Regions from separate parts of the Sus scrofa genome. Here region 1 is linked to region 2. A link is a contact called in public HiChIP or PLAC-seq data. All regions are on one chromosome and are shown on one strand. Each heading gives the region's core, a stretch centred on a gene start, on an enhancer-like site or on the middle of the called end of the contact. The rest is flanking DNA. Distances are from core to core; before and after follow the strand shown. Region 1 has its middle 34 kb from the start of GGTA1P. Region 2 overlaps GGTA1P (glycoprotein, alpha-galactosyltransferase 1 pseudogene).

What was found. HiChIP or PLAC-seq counts read pairs in DNA pulled down with a chosen protein or histone mark.
Region 1: an H3K27ac HiChIP or PLAC-seq map of alveolar macrophages shows a contact between it and region 2. The contact joins two enhancer-like sites. A contact is called at or near these places in 1 of 5 promoter capture datasets (fetal liver), 26 of 47 Hi-C or Micro-C datasets (alveolar macrophages, blood, brain and 14 more) and 2 of 2 datasets of contacts at active chromatin or transcription factors (alveolar macrophages and skeletal muscle).

Annotation. Positions count from the first base shown.
Region 1 is chr1:261,619,578-261,624,556 of Sscrofa11.1, reverse strand. No RefSeq gene overlaps it. Among named protein-coding and RNA genes, the nearest start is that of GGTA1P, 34 kb to the right of the region's middle. Within about 2 kb of position 2,771, at least 28 of the 83 cell types and tissues checked have an H3K27ac peak or open chromatin away from gene starts, as enhancers often do. A contact at or near this core is called in alveolar macrophages, liver, mesenteric adipose tissue and 3 more, where this site is marked.
Region 2 is chr1:261,517,126-261,522,128 of Sscrofa11.1, reverse strand. It overlaps GGTA1P (glycoprotein, alpha-galactosyltransferase 1 pseudogene), which reads left to right. Exons shown (of 8, transcript NM_213810.3): 7 at 2,927-3,064. Among named protein-coding and RNA genes, the nearest start is that of GGTA1P, 68 kb to the left of the region's middle. Within about 2 kb of position 2,063, at least 25 of the 83 cell types and tissues checked have an H3K27ac peak or open chromatin away from gene starts, as enhancers often do. A contact at or near this core is called in alveolar macrophages, liver, mesenteric adipose tissue and 3 more, where this site is marked.

The sequences.
Region 1 (4,979 bases), core at 1,522-4,021, 100 kb before region 2:
CTTATCTTGAAAACTTTTTTTTTTTTTTCTTTTTTTTAGGGTCTTACCCACGGCATAGGGAAGTTCCCAGGCTAGGAGTCGAACTGGAGCAACCGCTGCCAGACTATGCCACAGCCACGCAGGATCCAAGCCGTGCCTGTGACCTACCCCACAGTTCATGGCAACGCCAGATCCCTGACCCACTGACCGAGGCTGGTATCAAACTCGCATCCTCATGGATACTGGTCGGATTCGTTTCTGCTGCACCATGACGGGAACGCCTTGAAGACATTTTTGCAAAAGTTTCTATTGGGTAAATTCCAAGCCTGAGATTTCTGGTGTGTGCTGCATGCTTCTTGAATTATGTAAATTGCTTCCCCTAGTGGAGCAGGTGCTCCGTGAATAGCAGAGGAATGAACGAATTCTCACCTTGAGACCAACTAACTCACTGTGTGATTTGGAGAAAGTCTCTTCCCGTCTCTGGACTTGAGTTGCTCCAATGTTATAGGCAAGAAAAGGCTCTTCCAGCTCCGGCGTTATAGCACAGGATCACCACCATATATAAGGCAGCAGAATGAACAGGCACATCTCACTTTATGGGGCTTTGCAGATTTTGCATTTTTTTGTAGATTGAAGGTTTGTGACAACCCTGCATTGAGCAAGTCTATGGTGTCATTTTTCCAACAGCCTTGGCTCACTTCATGTCTCTGTGTCGAGTTTCGGTTATTTGCCCAAAATTTCAAACTTTTTCATGATTTTTAGATTTGTTATGGTGACCTGTGATCAGTGACCTTTTTTTTTTTATGGCCGCTCCTGTGGCATATGGAAATTCCCAGGCTAGGGTTTGAACAACTGCAGGCCTACACCGAAGCCACGGTAACCCAGGATCTGAGCCTCATCTTCGAATTACGCTGCAGCTTGTGGCAATATCAGATCTTTAACCCACTGAGCTAGGCCAGGGATTGAACCTGCATCTTCACAAGGACTATGTCAGGTTCTTAACCCACTGAGCCACAATGGGAATTCCAGTGATCTTTGATGTTACTGCCACGACTTGCTGAAGGCTCAGATGATGGTTAGAATTTTTTTTTTCAGCAATAAAGAACTTTTTGTCCTCTTTTTGGGGCCACACCCTCGGCATATGGAGTCTCCCAGGCTAAGTGTTTAATCAGAGCTGTAGCCGCTGGCCTATGCCACAGCCACAGCAACTCGGGATCCGAGCTGCATCTGTGACCCACACCAAAGCTCACGGCAACGCCGGATCCTTAACCCATTGAGTGAGGCCAGGGATGGAACCCGCAACCCCGTGGTTCCTAGTCGGATTCCTTAACCACTGAGCCACGATGGGGACGCCAATAAAGCATTTTTAAATTAAAGTATACATTGTTGTTTTTGTTGTTGTTTGTTTGTTTTTTGTTTGAGGCTCTGTCTATGGTATATGGAAGTTCCTGAGCCAGGGATCAAACCTACACCACAGCAGCACCCTGAGTCACTGCAGTGACAAGGCTGCCTACTGTGCCACAAGGAACTCCTACATTTCTTTTTTTTTTGTCTTTTTGCCTTTTCTAGGGCCCCTCCCACAGCATATGGAGGTTCCCAGGCTAGGGGTCTAATCGGAGCTGTAGACGCCGGCCTACGCCAGAGCCATAGCAACATGGGATCCGAGCCGCATCTGCAACCTACACCACAGCTCACAGCAATGCCAGATCCTTAACCCACTGAGCAAGGGCAGGGATCGAACCCGCAACCTCACGGTTCCTAGTTGGATTCATTAACCACTGAGCCACAACAGGAACTCCTACTTTTTTTTTTTTTCAAAGACGTAATGCTATTGCTCACTATACTGTAAGGTAACCTAACTTTTATATGCACTGGGAAACCAAAAATTCATGTGACTTTATTGCTACTTTGGCTTTACTGTGATACTGGTTTTACTCCAGTGGTCTGGAACCCAACCCAAAAGAAATATCTACATGATGTGTCTGTGTTTGGCCTCTTCCCTCTGTACTTTTCACGACACTTCCCACTTCCTGTTACCTAACCCCTCCATTCCATCTCCATAAACATAATTAAAAAAAAAAAAACAGCAACAACCAGGCTTGAAGGCTAAACTATTAATGGACACTTGTCTTGAGTACCATCTCCTTCAACCCTCATGAAACCCACCTGCAGTAGCAATTCTTATGATGATTCCTATTTTACAGACGAGGAATTCAAAGCCAGGGAGGTTCAGTCACTTGCCCAAGGCTGCATCATTCTAAATTGGGGAGCAAGACCTGAACTCTTATCTGTCTTGTATCTGAGTCCATGTGGTCACACACTTGGCAGAACTTTCTCCCTGTCCCCATGGCACATCCCTGTAAGCCTGGTCCTTAACACATTGTTGACCAAATCTCCCGTGCCTGGGGAGTATAAATAGTGATTCTACACACAGATACGTCAAAGCCTTTCTCCCTCATAGTTCCTCAGCTCTGTACTGGCCTCTGTGACTTTTCAGAGGCTGCCGAGTTGCCTGGTTACGAGGGTGCTTCCGAAAGCACGCAACTCCTTTTTTCTTGCAACATTCCATGTATTAATTCTTTGGGCCACATCTTAACTAACATCACGCTTGGGGTTTCAGAAACAACGTGACCCCTTTCTTGGGGGCAAAGAGGCTCACAGCCTGGAAACCACGCATGGGATAAAGGATGACTCTGACATTCAGGACTTCAGGTCCTGGAAGAGCTGTCAGGGGAGAAGGTCAGAGCAGCAGGACTTGCCTGGCCTGCTGTGTGTCAGACGCTGTTAATGTTGCTTCCGATTGTTGGTTTGAGAGCCAAGATCGTGCTCCTTCCTCTTTTATCTGGGGTGAGGGCGTTTGGCCTTGGCTGCACTTCCTTTGACTCATGAGGCAAGTGCTAAATATGGTTTCTCTTGTGCCTGCTATTAGAAAATGTCCCCTGCCAGGCAGGACAAAAAATATACAAAGCCCCCTGAGACAAGGAGGCTCTCTCAGAACAGCTCTTTTTGATGATAAATTCTGCCCAGGGCTGCAACCTTGCACAACTCCAGGAGGTGCTGTTTACATAGAAAGTACATGAAACACTAAGAATGCTCCTCCACTGGCCTCCAACCTAGTGGCAACCCTAAAACCTTGCAGTGCAGTGGCCTTGATGCTGTCTCCTTCCAGTTCCCAGGTCAAAAATTAAGGTTAGTTCTGCTGAAAATGAGGAAAAGGGAGAATTTTAAGAAACACTGTGCCTCCAAATTCTTGCAGTTCCAGCATTTTTGAAAAGGTCTTAATGAAAATTAGTACCAGAGTTCCTATCGTGGCGCAGCGGAAAGGAATCTGACTAGGAACCATGAGGTTGCATGTTCAATCCCTGGCCTCACTCAGTGGGTTAAGGAGCCAGTGTTGCTGTGAGCTCTGGTGTAGGTTGAAGATGCGGCTCAGATCCTGCTTTGCTGTGGCTGTGGTATAGGCCGGCAGCTGTAGCTCCGATTACACCCCTAGCCTGGGAACCTCCATATGCCATGAGTGCAGCCCTAAAAATCCCCCCCCCAAAAAAAAGTACCAAAAAAATTATTTTAGGAGTTCCCTGGTGGCCTAGTGTTTAAGGATTCTGTGTTGTCACTGCTGTGGCTTGAGTTTGATCCCTGGCCCTGAAAGTTCCACATGACTCGAGTGTTTCCCTGCCTCCCCCCCCAAAAAGTGAGAGAGAAATGCCCTGATCAGGTATATTCAGAAAATTCCAGGTTAAGTAAAATGAAACAGATTGCTTTGCGACAGGACTTATCAGAGACTTTCATACACTAAAGAATCTTTAAATCCAAGAGGAAGAAGGAAGACATGGGCTGTGGCATTTCTCAAACTTATTTCACTGTAGAATCTGCCCTCCCCACCCTTTTTAGGGCCACACCTGGAAGTTCCCAGGCTAGGGATCGAATCGGAGCTGCAGCTGCCAGCCTACACCACAGCCACAGCTACACCAGATCCGAGCTGCATCTGTGACCTACACCACAGTCTTTGGCAATGCCAGAACCTTAACCCACTGAGCAAGGCCAGGGCTCAACCCCGCATCCTCATGAATAAGCTGAGCCACAACGGAACTCCCTCCTTTTCCCCTTTTTGAAAACTAATGTTTCAGGAAACACAATGTGAAACTCTGGGGCAAGAATGTATTTCCCAAAAAATCAACTTTCCTCAAGGACGTACCGAAAACATCATTTCCCCCCTCCTGCCCCTCCCAGCTTGAATAACTGTGTTCGATCCCTGAAACTGCTGAGAAGGCGCCCAGCCCACCAGTTCACAGGCCCCAGAATCAACTGTGGTATCTGTTGAACTCTAGGATGTGTGCTTGTCGAGCTGGTCCAGTGTGTGTGGCTGAGAAGCCTCAGCTTCCCACCCAGGGCTGCAGCTCCCAGACTGAATGGGACTATCAGGAAACCACTATGAGGGCTAGGACTCCCTGGAATTCTGTTCTGAGCTGGGCTCTGCCCCACCCTCTCACCCCACCCCATCGCCTATGACCTCCTACCTTTTTTTGCTCCAGCTTTGGCATTAAACAGAACTGGGTTCTCGTTTTGACTCTGCCCCTCACCAGCTATGTAAACCTGGGTGTTACAGCACCCCCCCCCTTAGGGTTAATTATGCCCAAATCACAAAACTTGTACTAATCCAGACAAAACTCTAATTCGAAAAGATACATGTACCCGTATGTTCATAGCAGTACTATTCACAATAGCCAAGACATGGAAACAACCTTAATATCCGTTGACAGATGAATGGATAAAGAAGAATGGTACATATATACGGTAGAATATTACTCAGCCATAAAGAAGAATGAAATAATGCTATTTGCAACTCCATGTATGGACCTAAAGATTATTATACTAAGTGAAGATAAGTCAGAAAGAGAAAGGAAAATACCATATATCGCTTATATGTGAAATCTAAAATACAATACAAATGAACTTACCTATGGAACAGAAACAGACTCACAGACATAGAGGACAGACTT
Region 2 (5,003 bases), core at 814-3,313:
CACCTCCTCCTCCTGCCCACGGCCAGTGTTTTCAGCCTGTCATATGGCTTCCTAGTCAGGGTTGCTGACATGTTGGAATTGCCAGTGGAATTTAATAATTAACAGCTGGGAAATAGAGCATTTTAATTTTTAATTCGACGTTAATTTTTAATATTGCTACTTTTTCTCCCCCCTGCTTAAAAGGAATCTTCCCAGCCAAGTAACCAAACTGGACACTGGTGTTCTGAATCGGTCTTTCTAGAAGGTGTAGTCTGAGGGGTTGTGCGGCTGAGGAGTGTGCGGCAGGCTGACCACCTGTCAGGGATGGGAAGTTCTCAAGGGGTAGGATGGGTCTGATCTCCGTCTTTAGCCCTGGGCCCCGGCAGATGGAGCAGGGACTTGGCAGATGTGCATCGAGGAGGTGATGCCCTGGTGTGGCCCCTCCTATTGGTTGAATGGCTAAAAACATAGTTTCCTTCTCTCTCACCCCCGACTTTCTTTATTTGTGAAATGGAGGTGATGATAGCACCCACTCTTGAACGTGGTTGTAAGGATTCAATGAGAGAATAAAAGTCCGGTACTTAACCCCAGTGCTTGTGACTAGTAAATAAGAATACCTCCTTTCCTCCTCTTCCTCCTTCTCTTTCTCTTCCTTTTCTTTGCTTAAAGATAATATTGCCTGCTTGCCAGATGTTCAGCTCACACACAGCTGCATGGCTTAACTGATAGGCTGGGGTCTGAACTGCTAAGAATCCTTGACAGGCTACACTAAGGACAGGAATGAATGAAGTGACAGTGCATGGGAAACGGTTATAGAATGATAAGCCTAAGCCGTGTGTGTGTGTGTGTGTGTGTGTGTGTGTGTGTGGTTTTTTTGGTTTGAAATCCAGTCATTCAACAAAGCTGGGGCTTTTATGTGAGAAAAGCATCACATAAGTTTCTAAAAACAAAACAAAACAAACAAAAAAAAAGCTCATCATTTTTTTTTATTCTGCCCTGATAAAAATGCTGAAGTAGCTCAAATGAGTGGAAATGATGACATACCTGGGTTTTAACTCCAGTTCATTGGTACAGCAAGTAAATAGCCAAGAAGCCATAGAGGGTAGTGGTTCAGAGCACAGACCACAGTCAGACTATCTGGGTTCAAATCCCAGCTTGGCTCCTTACTAGCTGTGTGACCTCAGGCAAGTTATTTCACCACTCTGTGCTACAGTTTCCTCACAGATAAAATGGGAATCAAAATATAGCAACCCCACCCCCACAAAAGGGTGAAGCTCTTGGCACTGTGCCTGGTCCCATAGGAAGGAGCCAGTGTGTGTTAGTTACCATCATCTGCTGTTTGGCCTTGGTCAAGTTAACAAGCCTTCCTGAGCCTTGATTTTCATATCTGTACATTGAGCATACTACATGGCCAAGCTTTTGCAAGGACTAAATGAGAGAAAGTGTATGTGAAAGTACCTGGCACAAGTTGGTACAGAGTCCAAAACAGCTTCTTTCATGATTGGTGGAAACCAAGAGCAGGTGTCCCCAAGGGGCGGTCATACCTGGGGTGTGAAGGCAGAGCTGGGGTGTGGGGTTTGAGCAGCCTAGCCATGTCCCCTCCATCTCTGCAGAATTACTCTTAGGGGAGGAAGGAAGCAGGCTTGAAGCAGGGCATGGGGTGGGGGTGGGAGGGCAGAGGCCTCCAGAATACGGGTGCAGAACTTGGTGACGAGGGACAGAAGGCATGAGCAAGAAGTGGGGGTGACCCAGCCTTGCCCAATCTCGCAGGGAAACATGGTTTCTCCCATGGGGGAGGGGCAGGTTTGTGAAAACCCTTCCTCCACCCGCGTATGAGGGTGGGGGTATGTTCTCGCTGGGCTAACATCTCCTAGACAGCCTCACCAGGGCCATACCCAGGCAGCCAGCAGGGGCCCGATGGGACCCCCAAGACGTTGCCCCAACCACTGGCCTTCTCCCTGCAGTGGCTGAAATACAAGCACACAGCTAGCAGGGGCCAGGCCCTCTCATGTTGTGTTGGGGGTTGAATCTAAATGACCACGTTTCAGTCTGTTTCCGACGGGGAAGTGCAGCCACTTCCAGAGCAAATGGGGTTTGAGCCAAGTCTTCTCAGCTCCCTCCTGCCTCTGGGGGGCCCCAGCTGCTACCCAGACTTCCCGCATTTACTCTTTACAATTTGTCCGTTGCTCTTCCGTGGCTTCCTGTGTTTGTGTTGGCTTTGCTAAGTCCCTTTCAAGTGTTCTGGGTGCAGAGAACATGCCCCCTCCCCTCCCGCTTTTGTGCTTCTAGTCAAGAGGCGACATGATCTGAGAGAGGTCTGAGCCCGAGCCCTGTGTGTCACCCATGGCCACAGTTAGCCCGCCGGGTCCCTTCTTTTCTGGGTGACTGTCTCCTTCTTCGTAAAATGAACCACAACACCAGGTCCCCTTAGTCTGGGGCCCTTTTTGTCCGATAACCAGGTTCCTACCCAGAAATTGCTTTCTGGCAGAAGGCAAACTGAGACAGCTTCTTCCTCTTTCAGCTCAAATGTCACTCTCTCATCCCGCTAGTCAAGCCATAGGGCTTTCTCAGGGTCAGGTGGCACCCACTGGGATAAGCAACACCCAAAGATGTCGCTGGCAGCTTAGGAAGGGCCTGGGGAGATAGGCGAAGGGGTTTGGAAGGAAGATTGAGGACGAGGACAGCAGAACAGGGGGACGGAAGGTACATACACGTTGTACAGGTACGATCCCCAAAGGGGCCACCAGGGCAGCCCGCAGAGGCACCTGGGCCAGAGCCTCCTGTCCCTCCCCCAGAAGATGCTGCAATGTCACACCACCAGCTGACTGGGGCTAAAATACAGTCAGGATTCAAGGCCAGTCACCACAAGCCATGACTGACCCATGTTCCCCCAGACTGTCACTGCATACCTTAGCAAAGCCATCCTGACTCTATGTTTTGTCACCAGGAAACGCCCAGAGGTCGTGACCATAACCAGATGGAAGGCTCCAGTGGTATGGGAAGGCACTTACAACAGAGCCGTCTTAGATAATTATTATGCCAAACAGAAAATTACCGTGGGCTTGACGGTTTTTGCTGTCGGAAGGTAGGTGTTGCTAATAAAACTGGCCTTGAGTTTTTCCCCTTCCACTATCAGAGGATGGGTGAGGGGCCCCTGGGTTTACAGAGGCTGTTCATGTCATGTCTGAATTAGTGGAGAGGAGAATGGTGTCACAGGGCCATTTTAGACTCCCTTCTGCTGAGGTCCCCAAAGGCTAAGAATAAAACTAGTCAGAGGGTCAACTCTTTCCCACCTCAGGGTGAGGGGCTTGGGTTGCAGGGAAGAAGATCTGCTATACCCACTGCACCCAGAGTCGACAGTACACCCACAGCCACCTCCGCCCTGACCTCCACGGCCCTCTGTGGAAATTCCAAAAATGGCAGCTGTTAGATGGCCTGTGTGTGTGTCGTTTCTCCTATGCTCTCGAGACCCCAGACCAAGGACCAAAGACAGAAGTGTCCTAAGTGGAGTGGTTTTCCACCTCCGCATGGCTGACCACTCCTCTGTGCCTTCTGCCTATTCCTCCTGGAGGGTTTGGCCCGGGGAGATTAGGCTGCTCAGAACTTCCTCTTCCAGAGGTTGGATAGGTTCCTGTTTCAGCCCCCGTTTCCTTGTTTGGAACTTTTCTCCCCAAACTGTAATCATTCTTACTTAAAAGTAGTAGCTGTAATGTTCATTTAAAATATAACCCAGTTTTCTTTTTTAGAGAATCCCCCCCCCTTTTTTCCAAAACAAAAGCAAAAGTTCAATTTTCCTGTTCACCTCCGTGCCCCTTCCCTCCCCCACATCCATGGGCCTTTCCATCTGTACCTTTTCTGAAAGCCACAAAGAAACTGAATCACTTTGTTATACAGAAAAAATTATCACAACATTGTAAGACAACTATACTTCAACAAAACTTAAAAAAAAATCAGAAAGAGAAAGAAAGAAAAAGAAAAAAAGGAAGGAAGGAAGGGAGTTCCCATCATAGCTCATTGGTTAATGAATCTGACTAGCATCCATGAGGACACAGGTTCAATCCCTGGCCTTGATCAGTGGGTTAAGGATCTGGTGTTGCCGTGGGCTGTGGGGTAGGTCACAGATGCATTTCGAATCTCGCATTGCTGTGGCTCTGACGCAGGCCAACATCACAGCTCCGATTGGACCCCTAGCCTGGGAGGGTGCAGCCCTAAAAAAGCAAGAAAGGAAGGAAGGAAGGAAGAAAGAAAAGGAAGGAAGGAAAGAGAGAGAGAGAGAGAGAGAGAGAGAGAGGGAGAGGGAGAGAGAGAGAGAGAGAGAAAGAAAGAAAGAAAGAAAGAAAGAAAGAAAGAAAGAAAGAAAGAAAGAAAGAAAGAAAGAAAGAAAGAAAAGAAAAGAAAAGAAAGTTAGTTGACCTGTTGCCTGTACAAAGAGAAGTGAAGGTCAAGGTTGATCTGAGTGAGGATTTAAGCATCCTCCTAAGACCTTCTCCAACCTAGAGCCCAGAAGGTATCACTGTCACTGTACTAATCAAGTCCTAATGTCCCTGAATGTACTGATCCCAGGGGCCTGGGTGGCATCTCTAATAGAGAAGGGTGACTCTGGAGTTTTGACCTTTCGACTAGAAGAATATGTTCTGTTAGGAGTTGGGAAAGATTCCCAGCTCACCTAATCCTTTGGTATAAGAGGAGACCAGCCAGCCATACCGCAGATTGATTTAACCTTGGTGTTTCCAAAAAGAACGGCTCCACATTGGCTCTAGCCATCTTGTTGCGGCTTTAGAGAACTAAACTGTACTTGGCATGTCCTGGTGAAACCCGCGCACTCTGCTCTGAGGCGAGAGAGGACTGTTTGTACTCAGCAGCAATAAATCCTCCCAAGAGTGGATTTGGACTTTTAGGAGGTGTGATGTTTGGTTTATTTTCAAATGACAATGCACAGCACCAACTGCAGCTCTTTAATCTCTAAACAATGTTAAACCTCACAAAGGTTTCCTCCCTCGCCCCTAGGATCACCTCCCAAGCTT